3 separate regions of the Gossypium arboreum genome follow, and regions 1 and 3 are each linked to region 2. The links are chromatin contacts, called in public Hi-C maps. All regions are on one chromosome and are shown on one strand. Each heading gives the region's core, a stretch centred on a gene start, on an enhancer-like site or on the middle of the called end of the contact. The rest is flanking DNA. Distances are from core to core; before and after follow the strand shown. Region 1 holds the start of LOC108464034 (zinc finger CCCH domain-containing protein 37). Region 2 holds the start of LOC108464238 (NAC domain-containing protein 54-like). Region 3 holds the start of LOC108463685 (metacaspase-4).

Region 1 (3,258 bases), core at 562-3,061, 210 kb after region 2:
TGAAGATTGTGTGAGCAAAATTCCTAGATGGGATTATGATGGGAATTACGAGTTTCGAGCTTTTAATTCGAGTTTAAATCATATTGGGTTCAGGTCTTAGGCTTAATTCTTATTATATATGAGCTCAATATTGTATTTATCAGCTCTTATTATTTTATTATTTTATTATTCTGAATTTTTATAATTATTAAGTATTTTAAGTTATTTAAGAGTTTTATGTCGATAAGAAAGCTTAATTTAAAACTACTTTTTGTTTAGGCTAATTAGAGTTCTAATATACTTAAGAGTTTTTTTTTAATTTTATTTAGCTAGCCTAGTTGTACCCAATTCAATCAATTCATTATTATTCAACTTCTCTTTTGAGTTTTCTTTTCAAGAATTTCTCTTGAGTTTTTTTAGAAGAGTTTTAACAATCTTTTTAAATTGTGGGGATCATCTTCAAACTTTTTTTGGCCAAGGTTTCTATCTTTGAGGGGAAATTAGAGCCACTTGAAGGGGGTTGTGAAATCTTCGTGTTTTCAAGGCTTCTTAAAACTTCTACATATCACGTTCTATTTTTTCCATCTATTTTTTTTATTTTCTTCTTTATTATTCCAATATTTGATTTATTGTTCTATTTATTATCTTAGTTATTTATTTTATTTTATTTGGATTTGATTGTGTTTTAGGTTGTGTCAAAATCTAAGTTTCTTTCCGAACGTCTAGAGCCCTAAGTCAAGTCTGTGACTTGAACAAACTTTACAATCTACTTCCGCATTCATCTGCACTCTTCCATATCAATTTGACAAAATTCTCAAAATTTATTTTGCAAATATATATAAAGAAAACATATAATAACACTAAAATTAAGAACCAGAGATGCAAAAATACCCAATTTCAGAGTGTTGATAGAAAGGTCAGAGTAAGGCTTCTTCTTGGAGTTGTAGAGTTGAGAAGTTAACAGGTTGAAGAAGAAAAAGAAGAAGAACAAAAACAAAAAGCAACAACCATGTTTCCTTTAAGATGAAATTGCAAATGATTTAGGTTTTTGAAAACTATTTTGAAAAACCTAAAGCAGATTCATTTAGGTATTTTTCCCCTAGTTTAGAGAAGAGAGAAAAATAATGAATGCAGAATGGAGGTGGGGTTAGATGCATGATGAACATGTGTTTGAGGATCAAATTGATTGAATTTGTAAATGTAAAGAGTTAAATTTGTTAAATTATTTAAAATTTAACATCTAGGGGTGTTCAAACTTCAGTTAAAACTGAATTAACCGACCGAACCGATTTAATTCAGTTAATCGGTAGACTAACAGATCTAGTTCAGTCAGAAGCCGGTTAAAGGTTTTTTGAAATTTCGATTAATGGTTAATTTAGTTAATCACCCGATTCGAACTGAATTAACCGAACTTAATAAATAATATTATATATATTATATGTATTAGGCTATTACTAGTTCGGTTAATTTAATCAAATGAACATTATAAATTTATTTATTTTATATGTTTTATACTTGATTAAACCAAAAAAAAATATAAATTTCGGTTCAGTTAATTTTTTTTTTAATTTTAGTTCGATTAACCATTTAAACACCTCTAATCACATTAACACTTTTGTTAACAATTTACGGGTGATCAAAACAAAATAAAAATAAATCAGTAACAAAATTAGAAGTTTTTATAGTTGAAAACAAATAATTATAATTTACCCTTAAATAAAATAAATACACATCATTTTCTCTCGTTTAACCATGCTTTCTTTTGCTTTGATTTGATTTCTTTTATTTTCCTAGGAAAAATATAATTCGAACTTTAAAAATAAATTTTACAAATTTCTATTTCGTTTCTGATAATAATTTTCAGAGCGTATTGAGCTACGCTGACCTACCGCGCGGCATTACTGCTGTTACCGGGGTGCCTTCGAAAATAATAAAAAGGAAAAAAAAGAATCTAAAAATGAAGAAAATATAATTTCAGACATTTAATTCAGCAGTGAGTGTACGGCATAGTTAAAATTTTGTGAATTAGGGTTAGTAGCAGTGGCCAAATGGCCAACCAGTTTTACGGTTACTCATCCCCATCACCTTCCGCCTCCACTCTCCACCGTTATCTGGACTCCGACGCCGCGTCTCAGTCTCAGTCTCATTTGCTTCAACAACTCCACCCCTCCGCTGCTGCCGCTGCCGCTGCTGCCGCCTCACTCATCAAACGCCCCTCTCAAGGTGACCAAACTACTGCTGCTTTTATTTCCGGATTGCTTACACAAATCTGATTCTCAGTTTAATTTCTTTCTTTCTTTCTTATTAATTGTGTTTGAATGTTTTTCTTGTTATGAAGCTACAATCTTAGATGCCGTAGTTCGTTAAGAATATTGATGGGAAGGGTGATCTTTAGCGGTAACCTTTACTTGTATTTTGAACTTTAGATTAGCTCTTTTTCTGTCTACTAAATGATTTTGATGCCGTTATAATCATACCAACTACTCAACTATGATCCCTGCATATTTTTGTCGTTCCTCACTGAAGGGAGCAATGATGACATGATTATTGAGCTTATTCCTATACTAACATTTCTACTTTTCACTCTAATATGGTGTTTAATCTAATGCAATCTGGGAAGGGAACCCACGGGCTTTTGGCCTGAATCAGCTTGTTCAAAATATTGACTCCACTTTATATATGTATTTTTTGTACAATTATTTCAAGTCATCTAGATCCGTATTTAACTGTTAACAACGTTAGGTATCTCCCAGTACCTCTAATTAATTCTAGAGTTTAGTAATATTTTCAAATTAAAAGTTTAAAGTATTTGTAATTAACACTGTTATTTGGTATATAATTGCCAAACTATTATATCTTCTTTATATAAAAGCATTTTTTTTATGTTAAACTTATATTATTAACGTATATATTTCCTCTTTTTGTTGTATATAACTACTATGTACTATAGTTCTCTACCATCAGAATGTTTTGGATGCCCAAAACACACTTGGGCAGATTGAAGCTTGGTATTCTGCTAGCTCTTTAGTCAAGCGACCTAGATTGGAGAGTGCAAGCAATTTACCTATATATCCTCAAAGGCCAGGAGAAAAGGATTGTGCTCATTATATGCTCACAAGAACCTGTAAGTTTGGAGATAGCTGCAAGTTTGACCATCCTATTTGGGTTCCTGAGGGTGGAATCCCATATTGGAAAGAGGTGACCTTTATTGCCATCTTTTACACCAATGATAATGAATCTTACTGGAGTTTACCTATAGAAATTACTTTTCTTTGGGTA
Region 2 (2,987 bases), core at 337-2,836:
AATCAGGGCCGAGTGAAGACAAATTAGCCGAACTATTGGCTTCATCGGAGGTAAATGGAGGTTGATATTCATCGGCCATGCCAGTTTCATTGGGGGTCCCTTGAGTGACATCCGAGGAAGAAGTATTGAAATTCTCATCTTCAACTTCAGCTTCTCTCCCTCTTGAGATTTCATCACCAAATGATTGATTATTCTCAACAGCAGCTCCTTTTGTTTTAGGGATTTGAATGTTTTTCTTGAAGATGCGACATAAAGAATAAGAGTCCTGCTCAATTTGCAACAGCAAGTAAAATATACAGATATGTAGAAAATTAAACAGTAAAATGCAGAAGTGTTTAAAAGAATATTAGAAAGAGGTAAAAAGAAGGAATAAATTAAAAGAAAGGAAGATCACCAGCTATACATACCTATAAAGTGTGCAAGATTAAAACCAAAGACTCTTTCAAAAGAAACCGAAATTGGAAATCATAAATATTAATATAAATTACTAGCTTATGGACTTTTTTACTGTTCACCATAAATAACATTTAGTAATTTGATATTCACTCAAGAAATTATATTTCAGGAATTATTTTCCTTAATACAAAGACATGTTTGATAATGATTTTGCATAAAACAAAATTCATGCATCTTCTCTAAATTTGATAATGATTTTGCATAAAACAAAATTCATGCATCTTCTCTAAACCCTACTTATAATCATTAGTTTATTAATAATTTTATTTTGTTTTAACAAAAGTGAAAAAGACCTTGAAATCAAATTTACTTTGACAAGTTCAGATCTACTTTTATAACCAAATTAGTGAGCTAAAACCCTAGTGAAGAATACTAATGTTATACAAGATGAACATGAAACAATAGTATAATAAGAATAAATTAACATAAACACAAGTCGAATATGATATATGGATTGTAGTAGTAAGGTACCTTTAGACTGGAAGGAGCTGTGGGAGAAGCGGAGTGAAGTAAGCGATATTCATGCATAACCCAATTAGTTCTGATGCCGTGGGGAGCCCTACCTCTATAATAAACCAAAGTCTTCTTCATACCCACCACCGCTTTCGACGTCTGCACCGCCCTATCCTTGCCAGTGGCTTTCCAGTAGCCGCCACGCGTTGCCCTGTTGGTTCTCGACCCATTCGGGTATTTCTTATCCCTGGGGCTGTAGAAGTACCATTCCATGTCTTTGCTGGGCAAAAACGACTTATCTGTTGGTTTAAAATCGATGTCAAGAGTTAGAAGGCAGCAAAAAGCACAGAAGCGGGTCATGAATGAATGAATGATTATAATAGAATACCTGGTAAATCCCAAGGCTCACATTTATAGAGATCAACCTCAGGGATAATCTCAAGCTCAATGGTGCGACCGCTGATTTTCCTATCCAGGTAGTAAGCGACAAGCTCTTCATCAGTTGGGTGAAACCTGAAACCAGGAGGGAGAGTCATGGGAGCCATGGCACTTGTGTCTCAACACGGAATTTATTTTAGAATGTAATACAACAGAGCAGAACAGAACATGCACTATTTAACTAGCTTCTACCATGTTCAACTATATTTATATAGAGAGGCCACTGTTACAAATATAATTAATGGCAAAAAACAATTAGGCCTTAGATGTTGGCTTATATTACATGCTTGCCATTCAAGCTGGCAACAAAACATTTTCTTCACTATTTTAAGATCCTAGATTCACATTGTAATTATGGGACGTGATCTGAGGGGGCCAGACTTTAGTCCCTTGCATTTTTTCACTAACTTTAATATGCTTTACATAATCAGTTCAAAATATAGTAAGATTCGGAGAAAACGAGATTTATCTGTTTTTTTTTTTTTTGTTTACATCAATTTCTTTTTACTCTTTTAAATTTTTTTTATAAATATAATTCCATTAACTAAAATGGGGTTGAAACAAAGAGAATATGATAAATCAGAAGTTAGGGTTTGGCAGATTCTGTGTGTAAGTGAGATGGTGAGAAAAGTGAAAAGAAAAGCCATTGGGGGAGGATATGAAGGATAAGAAGCTTCTGCTTTTGTCTGCTCACATACTAACAAAAATCAGGGTTCATCTCTAAAAAGGTAGGGTGGGCCACTAAGCCCTCCATATCTTACTACACGCAATACTAAACCTATACCCCTATGCCTACACCTATTATGTCTTGTATTTTAAGAATAGTTTTTAAAATACTTTTAATTTTGAAAAATAAAATCACATTTTCATTTTAAAATTCAATCCATATTTAACATTGTTAAAAGGTATTTGATACAAATCACCTGGATAATCCTTTTTTTCTTAATATTATTCACAAAGATTACCTAAATCCATCCTTTTATATTTCAATACATCCACTATCAAGTTAATCTCAACATCAACTCTTCCTTACATAGATTAGTATTTATTTTATCACATTCTTTTATATATTAAATAAATTTATTATATATTTTCATATTATTATAATATGATATTTTAACTTAATGCATTCGATAAAATCACGGGTTATCATTAAAATTTATATAAAATATTTTTTAATAAAAGAAAATGACATGGAGTAATAAAATAAGAGATCTACCTTCAAAAAAATAAAATAAGAAATATGCATTCAATTAATGGGATAAGGTTTGTCCTAAAATAAAAATTAATATTTTAATTATAATAATACTATGTTAAATGTAATATCAAATTTGTGAATCATATAATAAAATTTTACATTCTAATCAAATGAACCAAACAATTTAATATAACATACCCAGTAATATGCTAATTAAGTAATCCTACATTCAACTAATAATGTAATATTATTACTTGTAGTAATCTTCCATCTCTTGAATCAAATGCCTCTTTAATATTTTTCATTAATATTTGTCATTAATACATTCATGTTTCAAGATTGGTAATTGGAACATCTGTTTTTTTTTTTAAAGGGATAATTTAGTTGATTGAGTCTTAGCTTGATTGGTATGAACATTGTTATCAATGTAGGCGGTGTGGGT
Region 3 (3,161 bases), core at 289-2,788, 170 kb after region 2:
GCCGGTTTCCCGTATCCTTCGTCATCATCCAGCTTTTGTTTAAGAAACTGTAGTGCCAGATTCCCAACCTTCCCCATGAAACCACCCCCTTCACCGTCATCACCACTCCCCTGCAGTTTGGTCATAATGATGTTCATAAACTTCTTCACTTTGGGGCTTGCATCTTCGCCGAACATATCAAAAAGGGTTGGCCTTAGCTTCCCAACATCAATATCATCTTTGCCAGTTTTCTGCTTGAGCATTTCAATTAGAGTTGAGAGGGGCAGAGATCTGCTTTTGACGTAGCCACTGTCATCATAGTCTTCATTCACTCCCCTGTCATCCACCTCTTCCTTATCATGGTGGTGATCGCGGTGGCGTAATCTAGAAGGAACATGAATTCCACGAGATTCAAATGCATCTTGTACAGTGTGGTGCAAGAAGCTCCTGAACCCACCTGAACCTGATTCTGATTCTGAATCTTGGGGCTTAGAGCTATCACCTATTTGCTCTTTGGCCTCATCAATCAATCCCCCACTGTGGCATGAATCTGATACGATTGTAATGCGGCTACCTTTTGGGACTTTATCCACCAACTCTCTGAAATCATCATCTGTTCACAATCAAACACCACCATTGACCTTTTATCAACTCATTAACCACACCATAGACAAACCATGGGAATAATTATCTATCTAGATCGATCAAAGCAGGTTTTACAAACCAATAAGTCAGATAACACAGAATTCCAGAACTCAGACCCTATAATCCAAAGCATTTATGTTTCTTTAGCAATACAATGGAGTATGAGGAGTGCGTGGTTGTTAACCAGAGTCAAGCCCACGATCGTATCCACAAATTCAGTCAAAACCCCAAAAAGTATGGATCATACATATTACTCTTTCTTTTCTTCTATTTTCATTTCCAAAAGTATCAGTAACAGAAGAACTGGAATGCCTGAGTCTAACAAGGACACCCTAAACTAGAACAAAACTAAATCTGATGATGAGAAATACGGATCTATAACCTATGGCATGCATAGTGAAAAGAGAGAGAGAGAGAGGAAAACCAGTGATGAGATTCATATCGCAGGGGACGATGCACTCATCGTAGCCAGTATCATCATCGTCCCCAGTCTCAGCAGGAAGCCTAGTCCCATGGCCACTGTAGTGCACAAACAGAAAATCCCCAGGCTCAGCCGATCTCACAAGATCATTCAAAGCCCTTCTGATGTTCTTCCCTGTGGGTTGATCATAAGAATTATCGGTGTCTATCAATACCGTGATGTCTTCTTCAGAGAATCCATAGCGTTCTGTAAGGCATTTGTACATTCTCTTCACATCGTTTATGCAGCCTTTCAGTTCAGCCTTTGTACCTGGATAGTTGATTCCAATCAACACAGCTTTCTTCCCCATTGAATTCTGGTTGTTTTTGCTTTGATCAAAAGATGGAAGATTTCAGAAAATAGCTTTTGTCTTTTGTAGAGGGAGATGATTGACTCTTGGTTGGCAAATATTAATGTATTGCTGTTATTTATCATTTATCATCATTTTTTGTATGCCTTTGTAACGCGTAATTAGAGTTTTCATGGGCCTAGAGGCCCGAAAAGTGAGGGTCTAGAAAAAAAAAACTTGAGAAATGGATCCAGGTAAAAAAAAAACTCGAGCTTGGCCCAATCTGGCTCTAATTTATAAAAAAGAAATTTTGTTATTTTCTCACTGATTTACTACAATTTCATAATTATGTTGCTGTTATTTTATTATTATTATTTGAGTATTATATAACTCTTATTTTATTATCAATTCTACTACTATTTTAAAAGTGTTTACTTGTTAAGTTACATCTATCTTAGTGTTATTTATGTATAAAGACTTTTTAAATTTACTTTCAATTTATTGGGGAACATTTATTTTAATATTTTTAGTATATTTGATGTATTATATTTTAAAAATTATATAAAAAATTTTAATCAAAAAATTTTAATATGGCGGGGCCGAACTAAGTCTGGGTTTTAGCATTTTTATCTAGGTTGGGCTTGGGCAAAAATTTAGGCCCATTGTTCTGGTTGAGCCCAGCTCAGGCATATCAATTAAGTCTAAAATTTTGTTAGGCCCGACCCGAACCATGGATATGTCTACGCGTAAATATAGTTCTAGTATTTATTAAGTTACCTAATGGGGAATTAAATTCCACATTGATTTCTTTCTAATATTTTTATTAATTTTTAATTTGATATATTTATTAAGTAACTGAATAAATGGACATAATTAAATTACCTTGGGATACTTTATTTTAGACTTAATTGAATTTTAATATCAAAAACATTAGGTGCAAAGCTAGAAAATCATTTTGGGGTCAAAATTAAATTGTATATTTTACGATAGTATAAATATAATTTCACTCTTTAATAGTCTATATATTTATAATTTTTAAAGGATCAAACTAAATTTTTATAATTTTGGAGGGTTAAAGTGCATTTTACTATTATTAATTTAAAATTTTATAAATTATAAAGGAGTTTAAATGAAAAATTTTCCATTTTAGGGGGAACTGAGGCCCCTACTAGTCCCCCTAGCTTTGCCACTAACAAACATTAAGTGCACATAACAAAATATAATATCCATCATTTATTATAGTGAATTTGCAAACGCGAGATATGATGATTGAGTAAATGCTTAAAGAATTCTAATACTCTTAAGAATTCAACTTACAATGGATGAGATACAAATGAGGGGGAAGCTCTTTATTTATAGTTGAGCTCCCCCAAAATCAACGGTCAAGATCAAATTACATCGACGGACGAGATTAACCTATCTATTGATTTTATGGATTTACAAGATTACATCATATCAAATCAAATCTACAAGATATGGTTCCCATATTTACTAAAAATAGCCTATGTTGTCATATCTTTATTATCCGGTCAACCAGGCTTCAATCTGACAAGCTTCTCCAACAGTTCTTGGAGTCGGGCTAGTTCTTGTGGGCTAAATGATCCCCGTCTAATCGATAGACCTCCATGGGGAGTATCCTATGCCATGGTCACGGGCTTTACACTTTGGCCCGTGACATTCTCCCCCAACCATTCTCGCAACGCCCTTGTTGCGACTTCCAAATGACACTGACTTGATTCACCTTGGAACTCTCTCGTTGCCTTGGCTTCTTCTGGTCTTGTCTTGCAG

The links. Hi-C and Micro-C count contacts between places; a contact is called where the count stands out from the background.
Region 1: a Hi-C map of leaf shows a contact between it and region 2, with 1.7 times the contacts expected there. The contact joins the promoter of LOC108464034 here to the promoter of LOC108464238 in region 2. A contact is called at or near these places in 2 of 5 Hi-C or Micro-C datasets (both in leaf).
Region 3: a Hi-C map of leaf shows a contact between it and region 2, with 2.6 times the contacts expected there. The contact joins the promoter of LOC108463685 here to the promoter of LOC108464238 in region 2. A contact is called at or near these places in 2 of 5 Hi-C or Micro-C datasets (both in leaf).

Annotation. Positions count from the first base shown.
Region 1 is chr13:107,041,578-107,044,835 of ASM2569848v2, forward strand. It overlaps LOC108464034 (zinc finger CCCH domain-containing protein 37), which reads left to right and starts at 1,812. Exons shown (of 12, transcript XM_017764100.2): 1 at 1,812-2,202; 2 at 2,930-3,177. The coding sequence starts at 2,028.
Region 2 is chr13:106,827,349-106,830,335 of ASM2569848v2, forward strand. LOC108464238 (NAC domain-containing protein 54-like) reads right to left here and starts at 1,587. Exons shown (of 4, transcript XM_017764418.2): 1 at 1,298-1,587; 2 at 928-1,208; 3 at 1-265. The coding sequence starts at 1,454.
Region 3 is chr13:106,999,315-107,002,475 of ASM2569848v2, forward strand. LOC108463685 (metacaspase-4) reads right to left here and starts at 1,539. Exons shown (of 2, transcript XM_017763580.2): 1 at 1,049-1,539; 2 at 1-592. The coding sequence starts at 1,394.